7 separate regions of the Mus musculus genome follow, and regions 2, 3, 4, 5, 6 and 7 are each linked to region 1. A link is a contact called in public Hi-C, capture Hi-C and promoter capture Hi-C data. All regions are on one chromosome and are shown on one strand. Each heading gives the region's core, a stretch centred on a gene start, on an enhancer-like site or on the middle of the called end of the contact. The rest is flanking DNA. Distances are from core to core; before and after follow the strand shown.

What was found. Promoter capture Hi-C pulls out the DNA fragments that hold promoters and counts their contacts. Hi-C and Micro-C count contacts between places; a contact is called where the count stands out from the background. Capture Hi-C pulls out chosen DNA fragments and counts their contacts.
Region 2: a contact with region 1 is called in a Hi-C map of liver, with 4 times the contacts expected there. The contact joins the promoter of Siah2 here to the promoter of Mbnl1 in region 1. A contact is called at or near these places in 2 of 484 Hi-C or Micro-C datasets (the Ba/F3 cell line and liver), 3 of 115 datasets of contacts at active chromatin or transcription factors (astrocytes, large pre-B cells and thymic regulatory T cells) and 1 of 9 other capture datasets (adipose tissue).
Region 3: a contact with region 1 is called in a promoter capture Hi-C map of hippocampal neurons, with 5 times the contacts expected there. The contact joins the promoter of Med12l here to the promoter of Mbnl1 in region 1. A contact is called at or near these places in 3 of 39 promoter capture datasets (hippocampal neurons, liver and pre-B cells), 2 of 484 Hi-C or Micro-C datasets (cerebellum and embryonic stem cells) and 5 of 115 datasets of contacts at active chromatin or transcription factors (T-cell acute lymphoblastic leukemia, astrocytes, embryonic stem cells and 1 more).
Region 4: a promoter capture Hi-C map of pre-B cells shows a contact between it and region 1, with 7 times the contacts expected there. The contact joins the promoter of Eif2a here to the promoter of Mbnl1 in region 1. A contact is called at or near these places in 5 of 39 promoter capture datasets (the 3T3-L1 cell line, hematopoietic stem and progenitor cells, liver and 2 more) and 3 of 115 datasets of contacts at active chromatin or transcription factors (large pre-B cells, regulatory T cell precursor and thymic regulatory T cells).
Region 5: a promoter capture Hi-C map of embryonic stem cells shows a contact between it and region 1, with 4 times the contacts expected there. The contact joins the promoter of Clrn1 here to the promoter of Mbnl1 in region 1. A contact is called at or near these places in 2 of 39 promoter capture datasets (embryonic stem cells and hippocampal neurons).
Region 6: a contact with region 1 is called in a promoter capture Hi-C map of stem cell-derived epiblast-like cells, with 5 times the contacts expected there. The contact joins the promoter of Gpr171 here to the promoter of Mbnl1 in region 1. A contact is called at or near these places in 9 of 39 promoter capture datasets (the 3T3-L1 cell line, the C10 cell line, the HPC-7 cell line and 5 more), 2 of 484 Hi-C or Micro-C datasets (LSK cells and macrophages), 10 of 115 datasets of contacts at active chromatin or transcription factors (the 230-238 cell line, the NIH/3T3 cell line, acute myeloid leukemia and 6 more) and 1 of 9 other capture datasets (adipose tissue).
Region 7: a capture Hi-C map of macrophages shows a contact between it and region 1, with 8 times the contacts expected there. The contact joins the promoter of P2ry13 here to the promoter of Mbnl1 in region 1. A contact is called at or near these places in 3 of 39 promoter capture datasets (hippocampal neurons, liver and stem cell-derived epiblast-like cells), 9 of 115 datasets of contacts at active chromatin or transcription factors (the NIH/3T3 cell line, astrocytes, cardiomyocytes and 6 more) and 2 of 9 other capture datasets (adipose tissue and macrophages).

The regions. Positions count from the first base shown.
Region 1 is chr3:60,499,583-60,503,257 of GRCm38.p6, forward strand. Mbnl1 (muscleblind like splicing factor 1) reads left to right here and starts at 1,597. Exons shown (of 10, transcript NM_020007.4): 1 at 1,597-1,841.
Region 2 is chr3:58,691,025-58,694,454 of GRCm38.p6, forward strand. It overlaps Siah2 (siah E3 ubiquitin protein ligase 2), which reads right to left and starts at 1,364. Exons shown (of 2, transcript NM_009174.3): 1 at 372-1,364. The coding sequence starts at 791. 4930593A02Rik (RIKEN cDNA 4930593A02 gene) reads left to right here and starts at 1,565. Exons shown (of 9, transcript NR_045167.1): 1 at 1,565-1,597.
Region 3 is chr3:59,005,303-59,008,795 of GRCm38.p6, forward strand. Med12l (mediator complex subunit 12-like) reads left to right here and starts at 1,676. Exons shown (of 44, transcript NM_177855.3): 1 at 1,676-1,798. The coding sequence starts at 1,700.
Region 4 is chr3:58,523,785-58,527,390 of GRCm38.p6, forward strand. Eif2a (eukaryotic translation initiation factor 2A) reads left to right here and starts at 2,037. Exons shown (of 14, transcript NM_001005509.2): 1 at 2,037-2,302. The coding sequence starts at 2,275. It overlaps Serp1 (stress-associated endoplasmic reticulum protein 1), which reads right to left and starts at 2,100. Exons shown (of 3, transcript NM_030685.3): 1 at 1,626-2,100; 2 at 1,299-1,374; 3 at 1-84. The coding sequence starts at 1,709. The coding sequence ends at 44.
Region 5 is chr3:58,883,584-58,887,060 of GRCm38.p6, forward strand. It overlaps Clrn1 (clarin 1), which reads right to left and starts at 1,629. Exons shown (of 3, transcript NM_153385.3): 1 at 1,205-1,629. The coding sequence starts at 1,457.
Region 6 is chr3:59,100,515-59,103,777 of GRCm38.p6, forward strand. Gpr171 (G protein-coupled receptor 171) reads right to left here and starts at 1,307. Exons shown (of 2, transcript NM_173398.3): 1 at 1,073-1,307. All of the region lies in intron 15 of Med12l (mediator complex subunit 12-like), which reads left to right.
Region 7 is chr3:59,209,084-59,212,668 of GRCm38.p6, forward strand. P2ry13 (purinergic receptor P2Y, G-protein coupled 13) reads right to left here and starts at 1,799. Exons shown (of 2, transcript NM_028808.3): 1 at 1,739-1,799; 2 at 1-1,275. The coding sequence starts at 1,272. The coding sequence ends at 259. The region is part of intron 15 of Med12l (mediator complex subunit 12-like); the gene reads left to right.

The DNA of each region.
Region 1 (3,675 bases), core at 347-2,846:
CCTATGATTGTGTGCACGTGGAAGCCAGGGGTCCACATTAGGTGTCTTCTGAAATTTACCTTCCATCTTATTACTTACTTTTTTGAGTGTCTCTCATTGAGTCTGGAATTCAGAGTTAACTGGCTAATGGGCTGTGAATATCTCCCATTCTCTACCTGATCCCAGCACTGTGGTTACAGACACTTGCCTAGATGTTCGGAATTTGAACTCAGGTTCTCAGACCTGAGCTCCAGCTTCTTTACGCAGGAGTCATCTCCCTAGCCAGCTAGCCTATCCAGGCAACTCTCTTTTTATCTTAGCAACTTCTGCACATCCTTCAAGGCGCTGCTTGCATAAGTTCCTCCAGGGAGCCTTCCCTCCTTTTCTCAAGGGCATTTTGGATATTTGCCTACCATCTTAGCACCAGCTGGCTGGTGCTCTTTTCTACCATGCTGCTCCAAAAAGTACAATCCGTGTACTCCATCCTCCTGCACTTACCTCCATCCTACCTATACTTAACTACTTCTGCCATAGCTCACATTCCATCCAGTTGCTGGAATGAATGCTGAGAAAGTCCTCAGGCGCTGGTGGTTACTAATTGTCAGTTAGAAACTCCCTGTCTCTGTTCTCTGAGAAAATGCTACTGTCATTCTACTTTGTTTCCATTGTTGGGGACTTGGGAACTTTTAATAATTAACACTGAGAAGTGGTACTAGTTAATTAATTAATTATTTCAGGAAGGGATCAGTAAGCAGCAAGTCCGTGTTTCATGGACCAGCAGAGGATCAAGATCTGTTACTAGTACCTCTGCAAACTAGTGGAGTACTTTATTTATTTATTTATTTATTTACTCCGCCTAGGAGAGTGTGCCTGACCCACTCAACAGAAACAGGGAGGGAGAAATCCAGTTTGCATTCACTCACCTCAACTCATGTTCAAACCATGAAACAAACGTTTTTATAGTTAAAAATCATCCCTGACGAAGTTATCAGAATTCCTTGAAATTCACTGGAAATCCCGTCCGCAGATCTTCAAACTTTATCTCTTCTCAGAAGCCCAGAATTCTTTTCTTTCAAAGCCAAGTTACAGGACAGCAGCTAATGAACTAGGAGCTGGTGTTTCATTTGCTCAGGCGGGCAGTTGCCCAGGGCTTGTTTGCGTGGGAGTACCTCTGCAGCGCCTAAGATGTTATTTTATTTTAAAAGAGGGAGCCCTGCTTGCTTTCTGTACACCACACTGCAGAGTTGGAAGTAAGGGAGCCTTTAAACTGCAAGTTTTATTTGCCGATAGGACAGGAAGGTGGCCTGGGTTTGTGTTTGGGTGACGATCAGTTTTCTCGCAGAACTCCAAAACTGTGAGTGCTGAGAAAGATACCCACCAACACCCGTGCAAGCTTCTTTCCCGCCCTTCGCCTTCCAGGTTCCAGGCGATGCGCTGCTTCTGCTGCTGCAGGCCGGGCAGCTAACTCTAACCTTCCGTCTAACCTTGCGGGCCTCGCGGGCTGGGCGCGGAGCCCCGGGAGCTGGAGCGGCGGTGAGCGGCGCGGGCCCGGGCGAGCGAGCGGGCGGGCGGGCGGGGGCCGGGGCTGCGCGTGGGAGCTCTGCGCGTCCGCGCGCCTTCCTGGCGGGGCTGGCGCGGGGGAGGGGCCGCGCAGCGGCGGAAACCGGCGCGCGGCGATAAGAGGCTGCACGGCGACATGCCACAGTCTCTCGCCGCAGCCCGTCGAGTCGGGGCGCTCGCCATGCTCCCGTGACCCGGACCCGGCCAGTTCCCTTTCCCGTGGCGGGCATCCCGGAGTCGCGATCCCACAATGCCCCGGGCAGTCGGGGCCCCGGCGGGCAGCCTGCACGGCCACGTGAGAGGTGAGTGGCGGGGCGGCCGCGCATTGTTCTGCGCTGCGGGCGGCGCTGCGGCGGCCTCGGGTGGCGCTCGGGGGTCCCCGGGCCGCACCGCGATCGCGCGCTGCGGCTACCGGCCCTGTCCCGCGCCTCCCTGCGGGCCCCCGTGGGGCGCCGCGGGACAGGACTAGTGGCCGGTGAGCCGGGGCAGGTGCGTGGCCGAGTGCTGTGAACTCGGTGACCTCTGCCAGGGTCGACGGGGGGCGGCCACTGGTCGCGCGGGTCCCGGCCGCGCCCGCATCCCTCTGCCGGGGCTGCCACCCAGCACCGGCTTCATGTGGGCCAAGTATGTGCACGCAGAGGTTAATGCTCTGCTTGCCACCCATAAATTACGCATGACATGTTTAGTTGGGCTGCCTTATATGGAGAGTGCTGTATTTCAGTCCAGTGTGCTTTTTGCCAAGTTTACAGGGAGGAAGACGCCCTGCTTGAGAGGGCTGCCGCTTTTCCTCCCTTTCTGGTGGTTTTGTAGTGCGTCACTCAAAAACTGTAAGAAAAGTAAGTATAGAGCTTTCCGGGTGGAGCCACAGTAGGCTGGTAGAACAGCTTTCATGATAAGTAGTCAGTATATGGACTGGTTTTTTAAATAAAAACAAGAGAAATATGAAACCTTTCCTCACTCCTCCCCCCGCCCCCCCAAAAAAAAGACCGAGTCTGATGTTGTTAGTAATGTGCCATATGAGAATACTTTGATTTTAGAGGATGTAACGTGAGATTTAAAGAAATTACACACACACACACACACACACACACACACACATACACACACACACATGCATGTATGTATAAATGGAGCTGAAGCCTTCCTGGCTAGCCCACAGCATTTTACAGCTACATGGGTGTTGAGACAAGCCTATTACGCTGCTAAGATGGGTTTATGTGCGGTATGCATCCCCAGGATTAAAAACAAAGTTAGAAGCAGCCTGGAAGGTTATTGCCACTGTTTTAGGTTTCTGTGTCCACCAGCACAGGCACAGACCATAGCAAGTGATTAATAAAGTCTGCAACACTCTGAGCTATTTCACAAACAAATTAATTCAAGGAGAGGGAAGTCATAATTACGGCCTTTGGATACGCAGGTCTTCTGCAGCATGCTTTGAAATAGTACACTAGTGGGCATGTTAGACCTCCTTCCTGGGTTTCAACACAGTGTTCATACAAGGAACTTACTTAGGCCATAACTTTCCAAACCAGGCTGTCTCTGTCTATGGCTTTACAATGTTGGTGTTGTTACCTGGTCCTATTTGTAAGATAAAATTCTGATCCCCAAAGATAAGTTGAAGTGAAAGTTCAAGGACTGCAGAATCCTTGAACAATTTAGTTCAGGAGGCAGATGTGTTAACTATGTAGTTGGTAGCCTGAAGACAATGAGTTATTTCACAGCGGGAGAAAGCACGTGGCTGTCACTTCCATCTTTGCCTCCTTAAAAGTTGGTGACAGCTAAACTAGCTTTCAAGAAAGCCATCATGTTCCAGTTTCTTGTATTTGTACAGGGTTACACTTTTTTCCCCAAGATCTAGACATAGTTTTTTATGTTTCTATGTTTAATGCAGAGTTTCCTCAGTGAGAACTACTTAGTTGAAGGTTGTGTTCATAGAACAGGTTGGCTTCAGCCCCAGGAAACCAGTTCATTTGTTTTAAAATTGCACCACCACTGAAGACATCATACATCATAGACACATTTTATTATTGGGAGAGACTTAGACAGACCTCACATAAGCTTCATTTAATATTTTTTCTCCTGTAACTGAGAGCAAATGTGAGCATCAGATCCACATCTAGTAGTATTCGGGCACAT
Region 2 (3,430 bases), core at 114-2,613, 1.8 Mb before region 1:
CTCCGGCAAACGTCAACCCTAGTTGCTAGTTCCCAAAATGGACAGGTTGGCCTGGAAACAATAGACAAGGTACACACACGTACACACCGGAGACAGAGAGAGTGCGCCAGAGAGAGAGAGAGAGAGAGAGAGAGAGAGAGAGAGAGAGAGAGAGAGAGAGAGAGAGAGAGAGAGAGAGAGAGGGAGGAGAGAGAGAGAGACAGACAGAGAGAGAGAGAGAGAGAGAGAGAGAGAGAGAGGAGAGGAGAAAGACAGACAGACAGATGGAAACAGTGAAATGCCATTCGCCTCTTAGGGCCTTCAAGTGCGCTGGAGGGCACCGGAACTCTGGAAGGTTCCTTGGCAGATCTGCGGATGGTGGCTGGACTTACCTTACAGGGAAACAGAACTGCCGAGGCGACCTTCTCCATAGCCAGGTTCCTGATGCTGGGCGTTAGGGCGCCCCTGCACGTCGGGCAGCAGCTTAACTTCTGGCGGCATTGGTTACACACCAGGTGCCCGGCCTGGCACTGCAGAATGGGGGGCAGGACATAGTCAAAGCAGACCGGGCACTCGAAGAGCGAGGTCAGCTCGTGGTGCTGCGGGGACACCGGGTCGGCCCCGCCGCCGGCTCCGGGGCCTGAGATCACCGCTGCCGCGGCGGGCACCGCGGACGAGCCGGGGCCCGCTGCCGAGATGGTGGCGGCGGCCGGGGGCGCAGCCGGGGACGGGGCGTGCGGGGTCTGAGGCGGCGGCGGCTGCTTGCTGCAGGGTTTGTTAGCGCTGGGGCCGGTGGAGGACGGGCGGCTCATCGCGCTCCGAGCCCACCATGGACCTGCGGGCGTCTGCCTGCCGCGGGGCCGCCCGGGTTAAGGCGGTGCGCGCCCCGCGGGTGGCGGGCTCCGGGGCAACGCCACGGCGCCCAGCCCGGGGGACCCAGCGCGGACCCGACCGGCACCGGGAGGGCGGGGACCGGACCGCGCCGATCCTCTCGGCGGCACCCGGATGGTCGTCGCTCTCGGGGCTCGCGGCCGTGCGGTGCCCTCCTCCGGCGGCGTTCTGGTGCGCAGAGCCCTGGCCCACTCGCTTCAGGAGCGGCAGCTGACGCAAGCCCCGGGGGCGCGCGCGGACGTGACGCTAAGACACGTGTGCGGCCGACCCGGCACTCAGGGACTGGCAGAGCCACCCTGCGGCCCGCGCAGCTCCGCCCGACCCAGCTGGCAGCGCCCGAGCGGTTTCCTCGCTGGGAGCCCTTGAATGAGTCGATCGCCGCCGCGTGGGGTCGCTTCTCTGCGACAGTGGAAGCCGGCAGCCCAGGGAAAGGACGTAGCCCGAGTCTCCCGACCCTTCCCAGGGGACCTACGCCGACCCGCACCGACTCCAGCTAGAAGGGCAACTGCTGGCCCGGCGTGGGCGTGGAGGGCGCGCGAGTGCGCCGGGGGCGGGGCGGGGCTGGGCGGGGCGGGGGGCGGGGCTCGGAATCCCACGTTTCTTTTAGCCATTGACGCGCTGGAGCAGCTGGCGATCAGGCTACTCGGCCGGTAGCTTGACACGCGGGGGCGGGACCCGGAGTCGGGCGGGAGCCGCGCGAAGGCCTCGGGTGTGGCCCGGCAGTTAGGTACGAGGGTGGGCTCTTCAGTGGTTGGGACCTTAACGCTAGGTTTTCCTTCGAAAGCCCACTGGCGAAAGCTTCTTGGAATTGGCCGCCTCTGATTGAGAGAACCTGAACCTCTTTGACAACTCTGACTCGATGGAGAATTAAAACCTCCAAGGAATACCATACACGTGGGTTGGGTTTGTGAGGCCCCAAATGACAGGAGACCCTCTGGTGCCTGAGTCCTTAACGTCTAGTCCTGGTCCAAACCTTAGGCTTTTAGCTTACTTACCTGGGGCTTTGGGAAGAAGGAAATGGGTGAGGTCAACCTACCCCTTACCAACCCTCAGCTTGACAGGATTGGTGCTGGATTCTTCCTGAGTTGTCTTTGTACACCCGACATATGGAAAGTCTCTAAGATCCCCATCTTAGAGGTGTAAAAGGCACCCACGGGAGCTGGAGGGACGCCTCAACATACTACTCTTAGAGGACCAGACTTTGGTCCCCAGCACCCACAACTGCCTGTAACCCCAGCTCCAGGGGATCTGATACCATTTGGTACCAGTACACATTATATACACACATGCCCATAAATAAAAATAAACCTTAAGTGTGGTGGGGGTGGGACAGGGGACATCTACAGCCTACCTTCCGGTCTAGCAATAAGAGAACTCTCCGAGGGTTCCCCTAGTCTCAGTAAAACTTATTTCCAGGTACTCTTCACCATTCAGAACCCCAGAATTAGAGAGCGCCTGAGAGTTTGGAGTGAACCGTATAATGGACATACCCTGCACACAATTGCTATGGCAAGCGTTTTATGCCTGAACTGATGACACTGGAATTGGAAAAAGCTAGTATTGATACTCTTTGTAGGAAAACAGAGATTAGTCAGGATAGGGTAAAATAGTGCCCTGTGACTTCGAGCGAAATTCTTTTTAATATCCTGACTTAGTTTGTGACTGTCTTGTGTGCACACGTGGAGGTCAGAGGACAGGTTTGTGGGAGTCGACTTTCTCAAGTTGGCAGGCTTGATGCAGGCACCACTACCCTCCTGAGCCACCTTCCTGGCTCCAGTCTCCTACTCTGTAAAAGTGAATTTAAACAATTTGAGTTTCTCTGTGCCATTCTTGTAGAACCTCATCCATCATAGCCACCTTGTAAATGATAGCCGTAGTTTAAAAATAACAGTGAATATTTATTATTAGAGTCAATGAATAGAATCTGCTCAAAGAAAAAAAAACAAAGTTAAATTTTGTAATCTAGAAAGACTTCATGAGTAACTGGGTTATCTAAAGTTGTAGAGAAAAACTTAGTGATACATGCCACCTAATCACCCTGCAAATATTCCCTTTGTGTATGCCAGCCACTGTCCTGAGAAGAGTTCTTACTCATTTAAATTCTAGGACAGAAGCAGGAGTGGTAAACCGCTCAGGCAGGGCAAAGGATCTCCGAGGTTTGGGAAATGTCCAGACTGCAGGCCTATAAACTCAGCTCCTTAGGGGTGCTGAGTGAGAAGGATGCTAAACTCAAAGGCTACCTGAGTTACAAAGTGACTTCAAGGCCGGCATGAACAACTTAGTGATACTGTCTACAGTTGAAAAGAAAGGCTAGGGGTGTAGCTTAGTGGCATGGTGTTTGTCTGGCTTATGCAAGGTCTTAGGTTCAATTCCTAGTAATTCGAAAAGGGAAAAGAATACAGTGGGGGTTTGGGGGGTGGAAAGACTGTGAAAAGTGGATGCACACAGAGGATGTATTACAGATGGACTGGCACTTGGTGTGTGTAGTGGGAGTGTTACATACACTAGCTATGTATGAAACTAGTATATGGACAGCTAACAAAGGAATAAGGCATCTGCC
Region 3 (3,493 bases), core at 426-2,925, 1.5 Mb before region 1:
AATTCAGACCATCAAGCTCATACAACCAAAGGAGGACTCGATAAATGGCAGCCATCATTCTTGGCCAAGTGCTGGCGCGTTCTCCTGGGCGCGCCTCCTGCAGGGTCCCTTAGGACACGCTGGGCCCGCCTCCGAGGCTAGGTCTCAATGCTCACGGCTCTTGGCCCCGCATCTGTGTGTCTACCTGGAGCAAGCGAGGGGCGCCGGCAGGTGGATTGACCAGATCCCCCGAAAGGATCGCCCCCTCCCCGCGGTTCCCATCCCTGTGATGCGAGCAGGTGAGGTTTCGCCTAGGCTGCCGGGATGGCGACCCCAGGAGGGGTCGAGGCGGAGGGCGCAGCTCGAGGCCCGGGGTCCCTCCTGGGGCTGGTTCCATAGCCGGGTTAACCCTGCAGCCAGCTGGGGCGCAGGGCCCGTGGAATGCGCGCTCTGCGGCTGCGAAAACCCGGAGAGGCAGATGGGAGCGCTCGAGGCGCTCGCAGCCAACTCCTCCGCGGTCCGGCCGCCAAGCTGGGCATGCTCAGTGCGGCCGCCGCGCCGCCGTCCGCCAACTCGGGAGCTCGCGCTCCCGGGCCGTGGGGGCGAGAACGCTGGCGACAGCGAGCGACGCCCCCAGGCAGCCGCAAACTTCGCGGCGTCCGCAGTCTGGCGAGCCAGACACCTCGCAACGTCAAATCCAATTCCCCAACCCTAACGGAGCGATGGAGGCTGCGGCCGCCAGGGCGTCCCGGCTGCCCGCCCCTGCCTAGCCGCTAGCTAGGGACCAACAGGTAAACTGTTGGGGGTGGGGATCAGGGCGCGCGACGTCTAGGGGTGGCCCGGGGAGCCCAGTCGCCCGTGCTCCCGATGTGTCCGTCGGTGCTCGCGGCCACCTCTGCTCACCCCCTCCCCAGCCCCGGGAGGGCCAGCAAAGGGTTAAGTCGGCCCCGCGCCACAGCGAGCGCGGCCCCCTCCAGCCGCCGCGGCCGCTGCAGCCGGCAGCCAGCAAAGCGCCCCGGCGCCGCCGAGGGGACCCGCGCAGCTCGTGCACTGGCTGAACCCGGAGGCACCGGCCTCGCTCGGCGTCCGCATCCTCGCCTCTCGCGGCCTCTCTCCCTCCGCGTCCGCGGTTCCGTGCCCGGGCGGCGGGTCCTCCGAGTGCAAAGCTGCGAGCGCCGGGCATGGCGAGCCAGGAAGTGGGCGCGGGCCGCTGCGCAGCACCTCGCGTGCCCGAGGACGCCTAGCTCTCGGCGGGCACCGAGCCTCCCGCCTAGGCGCCAAGAAAAGTTTTTTCCCCCTTTATGCCCCTCCCCCACCCCAGCCTGGGCCCCTCTGGGTGGGTTTGGGTTCATTGGTGAAGAAAGTCACACGTTCCCATCATCTGCTCCTCCCCCTGGGGACCGAGTGGGGGTGGCGGGAGGCCGTGGCCGCGGCGGACCCTGGCCGACCTCCAGCCCGGGCGCCGCCGCCGCCGCCCGCGGAGCAGGCGTCCCGGGGCTCGGCGCAGCGGGGTGCCCACGAAGGCGGCCCCCCTGAGCGCGTCTGCGCGCGGGCAGCGGCCGTCTCCAACCTGCTTTTTCTCCTGCCTGCAGCGCCACGGCGAGCCAGAGTGGAGGGAAGAGGGAGTCTGTCTGCAAAGTGCTGCTCCCTGGTGCTCAGAGGCGGCTGCTCCAGCTCCAGCTCCAACTCTCATTCATTTCGCCGGTTAACATGAGAGATCATGGCCGCCTTCGGGCTTCTCAGCTATGAGCAGAGACCGCTGAAGCGCCCGCGGCTCGGGCCGCCCGACGTCTACCCGCAGGACCCTAAGCAGAAGGAGGTAAGGGCGCCGGCGGCCTCCGCGGTTGTGCGGCGCTCCGCAGCGCTGACCCGGGGCCAAGCTGGCCCGGCGGGCGTCCCCGGCGCTGCGGGGGAAGGGCTGGGGAGGGGATCGGAGGCGGGGCCCGGGTTAGGGTATCAGGGACCCTGAGCTACTGAGACCCGGAGCCTGCCAACCCCCGCGCTCCGCTGGGCGATCGCTCTGCGGGGGGCTGGGTCGCTTCCCGGTTGTCGGGCCTTGCACTGCGCCGCTGGGCGCTTTACCGCTTCTACCTCGCTAGCATCTTCTTGCTCGCTTTCCTCCGTTTTTGCTTGTTTTATTGTTTTTTACTCCGTCGCTTCGATAAATCCTCGTAAACTTTTTGACAAATGCTGGAATGCAGTACATCGGACACTGTGGTCTTGCGTTTTGCGCCAGCGGTATGGGTACGGATGGGGGAGGGACCCTTATCACATCCTCCACTTTGGAATGGAAGTCGTTTTTTAGCGAGGTGATCATATATTTGGCTCGGTGAATGTACCTCTGTATCTCTCGCCTTTAAAAAAAATTTAAGAAAACAATATTGAAGAGAAACACCGAATTTTGTTTCTAGAGAGACAAATTGGCTTTCCCGGAGGCTGTTTTGTATGTGTAAAAGCAGACAAGTTATCTTAGAAAGGAATAGCTTCCAGATTACTTATTTTCTTTGAATGAAATTAAATGGAGAAACCTTGGCTGTTGCACATACAGTAGCTTCAGTGGTTATTGTAAGCTATGTAGGTATGTGTCAGGAGTTAAAAAGTAATTATGTAACAACTCTCCAGCCATAATAATGATCGCCCTTGGCTATACAATTTGCCCAGAGACTTGCCTATCTTCTCTTTTTTGGTTCCCCTGCTCCCCAGCTGTCCTTTGAGACTTTGCCAGCTACAGCCCACCCATCTTCTCTTTTCTATAGTTAAGCATGAAACTGCCATGTATTCTAGTCTTCCCGTGAGCCTGGAAAGTCTATAAAAGTTTGCGTGTCCCCTGATTTCACAAGAGGACTTTGCAAGTCAGAGTTCTTTCAGGCTTCTATTTTGATAAATGTATCCGTCTCTTTAGTAGAGGCTCAGCCCAGACTGGCTAATAATGTGTCTGAGAAATCATCACGAGCAATTCCTTTTGGCCTTCTCCCATTGAGTTTGAGGGTCAGGGAAGTCGATTGAAGATGGCTGGGAAGTTTACAGGTGGGCAGCATGTGCTTATGCAGCTCCTAAGGTCTGGAAAGAAGAGAGACTCTAAAGACCAAGTGTAAAGAAAGGTGATTTTAAAAGTTTTGGCAGGGATAGGGACATTCGTTTCTTAACTTTTCTCATCTTATAATTAGTGCCTCACTAGGTCTTTCTGGAGAGTGACGTAGCTTCGGGTTGGTGGCTTGGATTAGCATGTGTGCTTGTTTATTTAGCATTTATTTTTACATATGACAGTCACTTCAGGACTTGGATCCTGGAAAGAATAATTTTGGACATTGGGTCACTTTCTAGAAATCTAAAGCTGGAAGAAGTGCCTGTAGAGGGTACTTTTTTCCTACTTTGATTTGAGGAGATAGGGTGATTGCAGCTCAGAAGCGCTTGCTTTATCTGAAGTGTGTGGTGAATAAGCACACACTGGGTTATCAGCGCAGCCCTCCTTCAGCCCTGCACTGTGTCCCGGTGACTTGTGCTGCTGCTGCTG
Region 4 (3,606 bases), core at 787-3,286, 2.0 Mb before region 1:
TTAAAATTCACAGGAGAATGGAAAGATCTCAAGGTCAGTCACTTCACATGCCCATCCTGATACTTTGAATAATCTGGAAAATTGCTGTGAAGAGAAAGAGCAAATATTAAAACAAGTTGAAGAAAACAGGCCTCTCAACTAAAAGTCATCTATTTACAGCAGCTGCAGACTCCAGCGTGATCGTACAGTCAGTTACAAATGCTAATCTAACTTTACGCTAATAAAAAAGTGAAGCAGGTTTATCATAATTAAACAATTCAATGCCTTGAAGTGATTATTATCTCGTGGTACTGGGGATGGGACCCGGGGAGGGCCTGATGCATGATAGGTAAATACGCTGCAGCTGAGCTTCACATCGAACTCAAATTATTTCCTTAATTGCAGCTCCTTGACTTTTACCTATAAGATGTACAAGAGATATTCCAGATGTGAAATTATTTTAGCAATAACTTGAAAGCACCAAAACAAACACGTTTTTCCTACTATTAATTTATTTCCAACATATCCTTAAAGGCCTGGTTTCCTAACACATGCACATTTCTTCATTCTCACACAGCTGAAATTCAATAATCTTTTTGTGTTACATAAACTGGTTGGCTCTTGGCCACATATCAAGAAAGCTTCCGGTTGTTAAGTTTAGAAAAAAGGCAAAGTGAAATGTTAAATGAAAATCTCAGGAACTGTAGAATGCGGCAAATAAAAGCATCTGTCTCAATAACAGCAGCTTGTCTATTAAAGCAGCAGGCAGAGCAGGAGGACAGTCTGTAATACATCCATCCGCAGGGGCAAGAGTCTATCATCTTAAAACCAGGCTGTCTTAATAACTAATCTTACCTGAAAACACTTGTCTCATACATTAAATATCCCAGCAGGTATGTTTCCTCTACAGAAAATCAATTCTTTGTACTACCCTTACTTTATATACTTAGTTTTTGACATAGAGACCTTAGGTACTGGTATCGTTCAGTCCTGTTCTAGTATCCAGATGTTCACGATGTTCGCTAAGTTTTTTGCAACACTATCGATAATAAAGTTACAATGCAAATCAGAGATATTTGGTGCTTAATTTCTTCTAAGGGATCATTAGGAAGATCTAATTTCTCTCTCTCTCTCTTTTTGATCTTCAATGAGCATAAATCAAGGTAAGAGAAATTTCTGGGGCACCACCCTCTGTGGTACAAGTTATCCAGTTCACTAGAAACAATTCTCTTAGCAGGTGGGTTGAGAACCACGCGGGTAGGTAGGACTCGCCACTCATCCACGTCATTCCAAACCGCGAGAGCCCCCCAAACACTTACCAGAGCCACAGACAACAAAAATGAAGAGGGCCAATAACCAGGGTCCTACCGACGCCTTTTCTTCGGGGGCATTTCTCTGCAAAAAGAAAAAACCCGGTTTCAAATGCAGAGAAAGCACTCTCGGATCCCGGGCTCCCAAGGCCTGCACCCCAGGCCAGGTGGCCGGCCGGCCGACTCACAGATCTCTCCCCCCACCCCAGATTCCACCGCAGCGGGAGTCCGGAGTCAGGCGGGTCTGGGGAGAACTCGCCGCGGCCCCGGCCGGGCGCGGGGCGCGGGCCTCGGCTCCCGGCCACGACATGGAGCGGGGTGCCCACTTTCCCTTACCGAGGTCTTAGCGACGTTGCCGCGCTGAGTTATGTTCTTGCTGTGCTTCTCGTTGGCCATACGGATCCTCTGCTTGGCGACCATTTTCGCAGCGCCACCTGCCCCAAGAACCTCTCGGACTCGCTCGCTCGCCGGTCCCGGGCCACCGGGAGGGAGGCTCGGCTCTGATCGCGGTGCCTACGCCGTCTACAGCCACTGGGCCGGGACGCGGAGCGCTGGAACACCGGCAGCCGCCGATCGCGGCGGTCTGAGCAGCCTTTGGGGCGGCGTGCCGGGGAGAGCGGGCCGCAGGGCCGAGAGGCAAGAGTCCAACCACCGGACAGTGCAACCGGCAACCTCGAACTAGTTCGGGTTCGGCTGCCAACGTCAGCACTGGGCAGACCCCGCCCCGCGGAAGTGTGGACTCCGCCCGCTCCGGAGAGGGAGGGCGAGCGCCGGCCGCCACCGCAGCCAGGCTCTTCCCCGCTCCGGAAAACGAGGAGCCAGAGCTGCGCGTGCGCGCTCGGGAACCAGACGTGGATTGGCCCCGAGGCTGGCGGCGCCGGAAACACCGACTCGCAGACTTTGCGCTTGGGGAGACGTGTAGAGGCCGGGTTCGGCCTTTCTTGAACTCTCACCCCAGCGCGTGGGTTTCTCTTTCCGGGACAAGATGGCGCCGTCCACACCGCTGTTGACAGGTGAGTTCCAAAAGAGCGAGAGACTCTTCCTTTACGGTGATTTCTTTCTGTGTCTTCGCGCTGGAGAATTCCTTAGCAAGCCTTGGAAGTCCGTCTTGCCTTTCCTCCTGGAAGGACCAAACTGTCTTTTAGTTTATTTGGTAATAGCATCCCAATGGGAAGTGAAGTCTCCGTCCCCAGTAGTCCCTCCTCCCAGTTATCCATCCATCGTTCTTCATCTTCCATAGGAATAGACAGGTAACAGAAAGTATTAGTTTGATGTGTGACCTGTGGTCTGCAATGCCGGGTGTTGCTTGGACCCTTCTTAATAGAAGAAACAAGACTCTTCACACCGAATTCATCTGAACTTAAGTATTATTAAAAATTATATGCTCCCTTATTGTTATGAGGTTTGTGGGAGTTGATAGGGAGCAAGACATTGCTAGTGTAGGTTAGGTTTCATGCTGAAGATGTGGCTTAAGGTGGCGACAGTGAGCAGGATAATGATAGTCTAATGTTTTCGATTGAAACAGCTGTGAGACAGTATTTAAGAAGTAGAACATGAGAAGACGCTAGGAATTTAAAGCTGACACATATTGTGGTGCTTAAACAACAACAACAAACTTGGACAACACTGGGAAAGGTGCTATACTATGTTATGGCTTGGGTATGTAAGTTTGAATAAACAAAAGATTCAAGTAGAAAAGAAGTGGGAAAGAAAAAAATCGTTGATAACAATGTAAGAAGAAAGATAGCATCATTAGGACGAATGTCTTATTTTTGAGAATTGGAAGTTATGTCCTCCTGAGACACGGCAAAGCTTTTATACTTCTGCCAGTCTAGGAATATACATTTTTAAGAGCCATGCTTATCCTGTTCAGATAGACTATCATAATTTATTCGCCAGATAGTTATGAGGTGCTAGTTGCAATCTTCTAAACACTGCCAGATAGTTGAGATTGTTTTCTTTTGTTTAGATTATTTATTTATTTATTTATGCGTCTGTATCTGAGCGTGTGCACAGGAGTACAGGCCTTAAGAGGCCCAGAAGAGGGTGTGGGCTTCCCTGGGGCTGGAGTTAGAGTTGTGAGCCTCACCTTAGATGAGTGCTGAGAACTCTATTTATTTCTTCTTAAGAGAAGCAAGTACTCTTAATGCTGAGCCATCCTCCAGCCCCCTGACACTATTTAAATGGCATAATTATGTAATTCAATAAATTGCTTCTCTGTTACTTAAAAGCTTTACTACTAAATGAATATTTGAATTCGACCTAAAAATTAGTACATTAAAAAGGGATTGAAGTTCTGCCCTTTTGAGACAGTGTG
Region 5 (3,477 bases), core at 379-2,878, 1.6 Mb before region 1:
ATGTTAATAATAAATTCAATTAATTTCACCTTCTACCTATACTAGAGGAGAAAAGAAGCTCAGACAAAATAATAATTCATTTTAATGCCTCAATTGGGAGTCTCCTTTTCCTGAAGAGTGATTTATGCAGTAATTTACTGACTGTGTCTTCATAAGATTGCTCCAAACCAGCCCTTTGAAATAATAATAAGTTCTGGGTGTGTGTAGTGAGAGATACAACAAATGACTGTTTATTAATTTTCATTTAATGAGTTGCCCATTCTCATAGTAGCTTTTTTTAAAAAAAAAAAAAAACTTCTCATCTCAAGATAAGCATGTTATAAATACTCCAGATAGCACTCCCATTTTGCACAAATAATGACAGAAAATATCTCCTACTCCCTGCCATATTTGAAGGTCAGTCAGGTTTTGTGTACTGTTGGTGTGCATTTCTCAGCAGATCACTTTAAAAATTTTGTAGGCAAATAATTCCAAATTGGTTAAATATGAAAACAGAAGTTGTTAAATCAGCAGCCAGGGTTTTAGCAGTGTGGGGCAGGCTAAGAAACACAGTCATGGGCCAATGGAAATGCAAGTAAACTGGTCCCCTTTTAAAGGACAAAAGGCACAAAGACCATTCCTTACAGAGTTCCTATTTTCTCAAGTACTGTTTTTCTTTAACAAAGATGCCAGAATGTCTTATATTATTAGTAATACTTAAGAATCCTGAGGGTTATACTTTCGTTTTTGAAAATTCACACACACACGCACACGTACACATACACACACAGAGGGAGACAGAGAGAGAGAGAGAGAGATGCATGCGCATGTGCTCAAGTATGTGTGTGAGTGCCATAGTGTGTATATGGATGTCAGAGGTCAACTTGGGGAACTTGGTTTTCTGTTCCCATCATGCAGGTGCTGAGGATGACCTTGGCATCACATAGCTTAATGGTAGTCATCTTGTCAGACTCTTTAAAGGGTTATGCTTTCAAAGAGCATAACATCGTAGCAATTAATTATAATGATCATAGTAAAAATAGCACGAATAAAAAATTAATAAAAATAAAAACCAAAACAAGGGAGAAAAAAAGAAAAAAGAAAACAAAAGCTAAACAAGTTGCTTAGAGTCCTAATAGACAGGGCAAGATCCTCTTTATGTCTTTGCAACAGCTGGAAGAATGTTCAGAAAGCGTTAAGTAATTCAGATGGAAGTGTTACTTACATGAGAACCGGAAAGGCCTTGCTCCTAACCCACATTGCCTTACGCCTTCTCCGTGGAAAAGGCCATACTGCATCTCGCCCATGAACTTGTCCAGCTCCTTCCCTGACGCGTTGACAAGCAGAGCCCCTGTTTTGCAGAGGATAGTGGCTTTAACCCACAGTGGGGTGCCCACTGCTGTCACCACTCCAAGAGCACAGAGAAAGCTCAGTACGCCAGCCATGCAAAAGATGATCTTCTTCTGCTGGCTTGGCATGACGAGAAAAGGCTTCGGTAAAGACAAACTTGAAAACAAAGACCTTTGTGAGCATCAAGTAGCGACTGCCCCGTCGGCTGCATTTATCACAGCAGCTGAAAAACACTGCCCTTCCTTACAGTGGTTCCACCAGGCAGAACGCCAGTCCGTGAAGCATCCTTCCTCACCCACTGCGGGCTTTGTTCCTCTTCTGCTGCTGCTTTCCTTAAACAGAAATCTTTGGATTCAGAGTTTGTAAAATAAAACTCTTCCAAATTGCCTGCATGGTCCCCTCTCATGTCACTTACTAAGAAAGGTATAGGGTAACAGATGGAGTCCTCCGTGTAACTTGAGAGAAGCCAGTCTTCCCTAGCCTGTTGTCTGATTGGGTGAGCTGAAGCCTTGGCTCCGACAGTAAGTTTGCAGCAATGCGAGACATCCACGTATTGATGAGTTTTTATTTCTGGGTTTTGTTTGCTCTCGGCCATGGGAGAATGGGAGCTTTGGCACAGGTAACAATAATTAATCGATTTTTAAAATGTTTCATTTTAGTTTGGTGAACCATGGCTCCGCATTGCATCTGGTGTAGACTTGAAGATCCCAGAGCTATACAGGCCTGTCCTCTTCACCCCCAATTCTTCCACGCCCACAGTTTCTATGGAATCTACTTAGAATTTGATTCAAACTCTTTTTGAGGCACAGAAACACAGAGCTACAGTTGAAAATGTGTACATTTAGAAATGCTTTTATTTGAAAGCATTTGGCTGTTTCAGTATGACAGCAAGGGAGCCCGGTTGTGGGTCCAAGAAGCAGCCGAATGTATAAAGGTAAGAGTACTGACGTAGAAGGAAGCACTATGATTAGACAGAGCCACCACCGAAGAGCGGGTCTCCAGGGAAAGTAGCTGAGAGTCTAGAGACAAAGATCGGAACGATATTATGTAGCAATGTGTATTTGGTTTAGGAATTAAGTCCTGAAAGCTCAAGTGTGGAATCCGTTGACTACTTCTTACTCCTGGGTGCCCAGTGAGGATTCTCACGAAAAAAATAAAATGGCCCTTTTTGTTTCTCTGTCTCTGTAGGTCTGCCTGTGTGTTCTGACTCTCTGTCTCTGACCCTTTTTCTGTCTCTGTGTGGTCTGTCTGTCTGTCTGTCTCTCTCCCTCTCTGTGTTCTGTCTCTCTGTGTATGTCTTCTTTCTTTCTTTTCCTTTCTTTCTTTCTCTTTCTTTCTTTCTTTCTTTCTTTCTTTCTTTCTTTTCCTTTCTTTCTCTTTCTTTCTTTCTTTCTTTCTTCCCCTCTCTCTCTCTCTCTCTCTCTCTCTTCTTTCTTTGTGTCTGTCTGTCTCTGTGCTCTATCTCTCTGTGTATGTTCTCTCTCTCTCTCTCTCTCTCTCTCTCTCTCTCTCTCTCTCTCTCTCTCTCTCTCTCTCTCTCTCCAAGAGAGAGATTGTTTCCTGAGTATTTGTGTATCTCATTTTATGCTGGGCTCTGACTTTCAGTACAAACTTGACTCCCATTCTCTGTTAAACATTTCATCTGTTATTTAACTCTTGCAAGTACTAGAGCAAGTGTGCTGCTGCTGCTGCTGCTGCTGCTGCTGCTGCTGCTGCTGCTGATGATGATGATGATATTCCACTGTACAGATAGATGCGTTGAGCGGGAGAGATCAAGCAACACACTGAACTTATTAACAGGGTTCTGTGATTTATGTTATTCTAAAGCAAAGTGCTGGCCTTGAAGAGAGGGAAGTGCTTCAGCTGGGTTGGGTTGGAAGTACCAGGGCAGGGTTGTCCATTGCTATTTGTACAGCTCAGGTCTCTGGAGAATACAGATATCTGTAAATAGAACTGCCTGCGTGACCTAGACCATATGTGTGTGCTAATTTCTATTGTCTTCACCCACCTGTATGATTATAGCTTTAAGGAAACTCATAGCTGATTAATTTGACTCTGAGCCGTAGACGAGTCTCTTTACTATGCATAGTTTGAAGGGGACTTTGAGCTCCCAATCTTGAGGTACAAGTGAACAGCTGTGCTCTTTCG
Region 6 (3,263 bases), core at 57-2,556, 1.4 Mb before region 1:
CTCAAATCAATTGAGGCTGCAAAGTGCTCTGGATTTCTGTAGCCTTTACCCTTCTCTGTTTTTCTGAGTCTTGTCTATTGACCTGTGGGCCTGAAGGAGACCCTTCATGTCTGAATGCCACTTCAGGCTTCTCTGACTTCCTTATAGGCGTTTCAGATGTTATATAGTGTCAGTAAAATAGTTATTTGTTTCTGTGAGTGCTGGATTGCCTGAATAATTATATGGCAAACTCTCATTTTATTGGTACAGATTATAGTAAAGAAAAATATTATAATAGCTTGTCAAGATTGGCATTCTCTGTAATTAGAACTGACCATCTGTTGCAGAGTGGAGTAACTTACAGTGGGTTACAGTGTAACCACTCATTCAGTAATGCGGAAGAGTTTGAGTGCTCTGCACTTGCTTTTATTAAATTGTGTCTAGAACGCCAGGAAAAATAGTTCCTCAAAACCTTGCATATATTGATGAGAGGCAAAATTGTACTATAGTAGCATCCCATGCTCTCTGTCATAAATCTGAAATCTAAGAGCTTGATAAACATTGTGACAACAATATCCATACAAAGTAGGTGTGCTTGGCAGTACTCCAGCAAAATGAAGAACAGACTTTAAATATCTCTATGGTCCTTTCTCATAGATTGCTTATTCCTTGGGGTGTAAAACTTAACTAAACTAAATGAAAACTTAGAAGGTTTTCCATGGGAGTCATTTTTGACATGTTTTGAAATTTGCTAATGTCGGACTGGTAGAGGAAAGTCTGGTTAAGATCTACTGGGGAGATATAACATGGCCTTGCTTATCATCAATCTAGCTAGAAAACAGTAGCTCGTTACCCTTGCCTGAGTTATTAGTCTAATTTGAACTGTAGTTTTTAAAAGACAGATGAGACCAAAGAAAGCAGGAAGTGCTGTTAGAAGCCCACAGATCAGATCTAATTACAGTTTGTTTAATAGTGGTTGCCCTACCACTCCAAAGCCTTGGGACTTTTGACTCTTTCTCTTGCAACACTGAAAATCCTGACATTGGTTTCTATGAGGAAAAAAAATGGAATGAGCTCATTGAAAAGGACGTACCTGGCTGTGTCTTCTCTGGCCTGAGAAGGCCAGGGTCCTGGCTGTCTTTTCTGGCCTAAGCAGGCCTGGGTCCAGGTTGTACCTGGCTGTGTCGTCTCTGGCCTGAGAAGGCCTGGGTCCTGGCTGTCTTCTCTGGCCTGAGTAGGCCCAGGTCCAGGTCTTCAGAGAATCAGGAGCTATTTAGTTACCCACAGTGACAGCAGTTCCATTTTGCAGGGTCGCCTGCTGAACTAAGAATTTCCTTTCCTTCTTGTGTGGTTTTAAAATGCTAGAGATTGACGTAGATGAAACTGTGGTTTGCAAATGGTCTAAACTGTATGAAAGTCTCCTGAGGAAGTTTTTGTAAGAAAACAATTTCATCTGTCTAAGTAACTCAAATTTGTCAGTTACTGTTTTAGGAAAAAGAATTTTAAATTATCCATGATAACGTCTTGCCTCATGTATCTTTTTTTTTTTTAAAGTAAAAGTACCACATACTGTTCTGTTTCATAATAGTTTTTTAAAAAAATAGTGTTAAACTCTTGAAACTGGTATTGAGTTTATGAATTAAAGACAGTAAGGTACCTAAGCAGATAGTTTTTTAGTTACTGATATCAGTACTTCAGAGGTACAATTATTAAGTAATATTGTTGCAGCTTGTATTTATTTAAGGTATTTGTTGATTGAAAAATAACACAACCACATTGTGGCTGGCAGACACCTGTAGCCCCAGCATTTGGGAGGCTGAGTCAGGGTGATAGCCACAAATCTGAGGCAGCCTGGGCTCCATGGTGAATGTAAAACCAGTCTAGGCTATCTTGTGAGGCCATCTGGAAATTAACACCGTATAGAGTCTGGTATGGTATAGTTACCTTTTTGTTGTTCATGATAGAAAAACATTTTTCTACATTTATTATTTTGTATGTATGCATGTGAGGTACATGTGTGTCAGAGCGTGTTTGTGGAGTTCATATGACAGCACTGAGGAATCGGTTCCCCTTCCACCATACAGGGTTATACTCAAGTTGTCAGGCATGGTGGCCAGCACGTTTCAATCCGTTGAGCCAGCTTGACAGCTCCAGTTTAGAAACAAAATCTTGAAATAAAATAAAAGAACACCGTTAGAAGAACAGAGAGATAACCGCTGTTCCCTTTCTTGGTTTATGGATTTAAGCTTTATTTCTGCGTTTACATGAACCACATAAATGTGACTGTACAGGTGATTAGAGATTTTCCTTCACAGATATGCTACATGTAATCCGGGGAGGTGGCACAGCAGGTTAGAGCACTTGCCATACAAGTCTGATAAACCAAATTCAATCCCTAGAGCGTGGGGAGCGAGAGGAGAGACTCACTGTATGAACTTGGCCTTTGACTGGCACTTGTGTACCATGACACACACATATTCACACTCACATACACATAATCCTAATATTACACTTCTAAGTGTTAAGGAACACATGTCACCTGCTTTCCATGTTATGAGACTGAAAACAATCAGAAAGTATTTCTCGTCTTGACATAAACAGCTTGATAAGTTGGGGCATTTATTTAGCAACTTGTACCTTATATCACATGATTATTCTCCTACAATAAAAACAATTTAAGTGGTGTTTAAATGGAGCCCAGCTCTGAAGTAGCATGCCTGACAGCTTGCTAGTCTGAAGAAGAAGTTTTGCCTCATTAGTGATTGATTTTGTTTTGTTTTTTTTATTTATCTTTCATTGGTAAGACTGGATTCCCACTACCCACTGCCCCTTTCCTTTCGGAGTTACCAGAGATCAAAGCCTTGATGGTAGGTAAGGGCAAGACTGGCTTTTATGAAAGTGAATATGACCTTCTAGCCCAAACAGATTTTGAAGAGTGATACTATGCTGGCACATACTTAATTTGTAACTGCCACACTGTGGCCTCTGTAGGAGAGACATTTGCATGAAATAAAGTGTGTGTCCATTAGAGAGAAAGAGAATTTAGGGGTGGAGTTGGTTGCAAGTTGGTTGATGAATAGACTTAGTGTGATACGAAGGAGAATGGGGAGAGGATGTTTCTGGTGAGGTTTTACTTCGTTTGGGATAAGCTTTTTAATCTTTCACTTTATTTTGAGCAGGCTTTTATCTATTGGCTTCCTTGCTTCTTCCCTTTAGGTTTAGATGAACAAAGCCTGCAAGCAGCTAAGTGTTGTTACAACTCGAGGGAGGACCACCATTTACGT
Region 7 (3,585 bases), core at 549-3,048, 1.3 Mb before region 1:
CCCTTGAAAAGGTGACATCTAGTGGCCATTTGCTGTATTACATGGTCTCTTAATTTATCCTGCTTATAAATACGTCTATGTGGTTAAAATGGGCATAATGTTTTTCCATACACTAGGATAATAAAATGTAGGGAACTGTTTGTTCCCCTCTTTTTTCCTGTAATGCTTAAATGAGGTCTCCACATAAATGATCTTTTGAAATCCCATCCATAAATAGACGTGAGGCCATGCGTGAAATTAACCTGTGGGACACAGTGGTCAGGCTAGGGTGATGTTGTCTGTCTGACTACTGTGGTGGTCTTCGCTTGATCCTGCTGTTCTTGCCTTTCCCCATCTCACACATGGCACCTTTTGTGTGAACTTCTTGCATAAAATTATGTATATTAAGGGGTCCATACAAATGTTAGTTGTTGCCAGAAAGAGAGTTGCTTCTTTAGCAATAAACAGCTGGTTTTCTAACCTACAGTCAGTCTTATTGGTGGTTTGACTGTAAGTGTATGGTATTCTGACAAAATGCAGTGGGGCAAAGCAGACAAAGAAGACAGCCATGACGATAAATACCTTCACCTCCAGCCGCTTGTGCCTGCTGTCCTTACTCCTAAACTTCCTATAGGAGTTGTACACCTTTTTGGTAATCACCGCATAAAACAGAAGCATCAGAATAAACACAGCCCAGAAAATGAACTGGCAGGTGTGACTGACCACCTGATGCCACCACAGCCCAAGGGGACTCTTCAAAGATGCACACTTCTTCACGGATGATGGCGTTGCCTCCTTGTTCAAGATCATGTTTGGCAGGGAGATGAAGAACATCAGGGACCAGACGGAAATGGAGACTGTTTTTGCGAAAGCCGTCTTTTTGACAAAGGTTTTCCTGAACGGCATGATGATCTTGAGGAACCTGTCGAAAGCGATGAGGCCCAGCATCATGATACCCACATACATCGTCTCATAGAAGACCACGGAGGAGAGCGTGCACACAAATCCTCGGAGCTGCCAGGGCGCAAGGTGTGAGTCGGAAAGGATTTTGAAAGGCAGCATGAGTGCCATTATCAAGTCTGCCACCAGAGTGTTCTTGAGGTAGACGATAAAGGTGGAATTGCTGGGGATGTGGACGAACACCCAGAGGGCCACGGTGTTCAGCAGGATGCCTGCCAGGAAGACCACAGTATAGAGAACCGGGAACAGCAGCTGTGTCATCCGAGTGTCCCTGGGGCACCGCTCAGACTTGTTGAAGCCCTGCATCCCAGTGGTGTTGATTGTCCCGAGCATCAGCTATTACACATAAACATGCACACAGAGAAAGATTACACATAAGCAGGCATACAAAGGAAGGTAAACAAAGGGTCCTTGTGGATTGGCAGATAACTACTTCTTGTAAAAACAAACTTACTATTTAACTCATTCAGCGGATTTGATTCTTTGGCTAGAGCTTTTTTGAGCACATAGCTTAGTTTTGTTGCTGTTGTTGTTTGGTTGGTTTTTGTTCAGTTTAGTTTTGTTTTATAAAGTCCTGTTAATGTCTACCCTTGTGAAGTCCAAATAGCAAGCACCAATCACTACACGGCGGTGACAGAACCTAATTTAAGATGTAAGAGTACAGGGTAGTGTGTCATGCGTTATGAAGTACCTTATGCTTGCAGCCCGTGATTACAGAATATTATATTTAGATTTCTAGAAAATTTAACCACCTTTTACCTTTTATAGCAAGCAAATTCATAAGAAAAATTAAACTGACCTTTGTTTTGGAAGAGACTCAGCTGTATGAGTTGTGGCAGTTACTAGCTCAACCCACGAATAGCTTGTGAAGTAAAGGTTCTGCTTTCTTATACTGCTTTTCCTTCCTCATTTCCCCTTGTGGGCTTCTGTAATACCCACATTTTCTAGAACCTCTTTGTCTTTAGACCTTTGGAGCATTTACCAGTAGTTATTGGTTGCGTGTTCTGAGTATTGAATCCAGTGCTGTCACCGGCTCTGCAGGCACGCCACCACGCCATATTCTTAACATGTGGTCTATTTTATTATATTAAATTATATGTGTAAGGGCGCATATGCATTCAGGTGCCCTCAGAGGCCAGAAGTGTTGGATTCCCTGGAGCTGGGGTCCAAGGTGACTGTGAGCTGCCTGGAGTGGGTGCCAGGAAAATCCCTTTAACCGCCGAACTATTTCTCTAGGCCCAGTGTTTTACTTTTTATTATTCACATTCAGCGACCTTATTGAATACTTCATATGTAATAGTAGGAGTTAAAATGATGAAGAAAATAGTATGAAATTACAATCAAGTAGGAGGAGAAGACTTGATCTGAAAATCAAATCATCTTCTGTCCCTTACAGCCTGGGCGTGCAAGAAGTTTGTATGTCTAAGGCTAGGCTTTGGTTGTTGGTTGCTTGTTTGTTTTGCTTTGTTTCCTTTCTTCAGACATTGCTGTTAGTCTTTTGATCCCTAGATCTGTGGCAGATTATGAGTCACATTTCCCAAGAAGTGGTAGCTATTATTCCTGGACCTCTGCATTATTCGGTATTATGTTTAAACAAATGTTTTAAGAGCTATATACCTCATTCTCTCATGTAGCAAGTTTGAAATCATCATCTACTTCATAGGAGTGTGGGGGAGGGGGACCGATGGACCGACCCAGGGCACATCAGTGAAAGCTAAACATGCCAGCCGCTCATTGCTTGGGTTCCTTGAATTGCCCAGTTTGAGTGGAGCTACAGTGTGGCACTTTTAGGAAGCCCTTTTGGGAAACCACCTCCATTCTTGAGACTTAGAGAAGTTTTGAATCAGGGCTGGCCTCAGATTGGTACAGTGTTTCGTTTTAAATCTCAGGGAGTGTGCAGAAAGTTACAATGTGTGACAGTCTGCTTCCCTGCCCGACAGATGAAGGGAAAGAGGAAATCAGATGATCCTGGGGAGGATGTGTGGTTCTCTATGGCAAGTTTCACTTCACCGTTCTTGCCACGCGCTTACCGTAGAGATGGACCGTCTTCAGGGTTTGGCTAACTAGTAATTCCTATATTACTTGGTTGAGAATTTGGAATCCATTGATTCCACATTTGAACATTTTAAAATGAAATGTACTGTGTTTCCAGGGAACGTTGGTTAACTCTAGGGAATAAATGGCACATTGTAAAAATTTTCTTTTTGGCTAAAATATGTTAGGATTTACTGATGTAATGCCCCTTAACTTAAATATATATCCTTTTGCTTTATAAGAGGATAAAAACCTAGCAAAATCAATATTTTAAAGTAGGTTTATTGTTAATTTTAACCATAAACACAGTCAATTTTAAATTTCTCAATAGCCCCCAATCCAATATAACATTGAAGGTCTGGAAATTTTTACTTTAAACAAGGGAAATTCTGTACAGGATAATTTCATAATATGAGAAGTAGAAATCACATTTTGGTCAAATTTCAAAATGCCAAATGTGGGAAACTTTGAAAAGAGGAACTGATCAGCAATGGACATTTCTAGGGTCACAAAGGTACATTCTTTTGGTTGTGAAATACATATTTATTGTGAGTGTGTGAGTGTGTGTGTATGTGTGTGTGTGTTTTCCTTCAGTGGGTTAGTTATATCTTT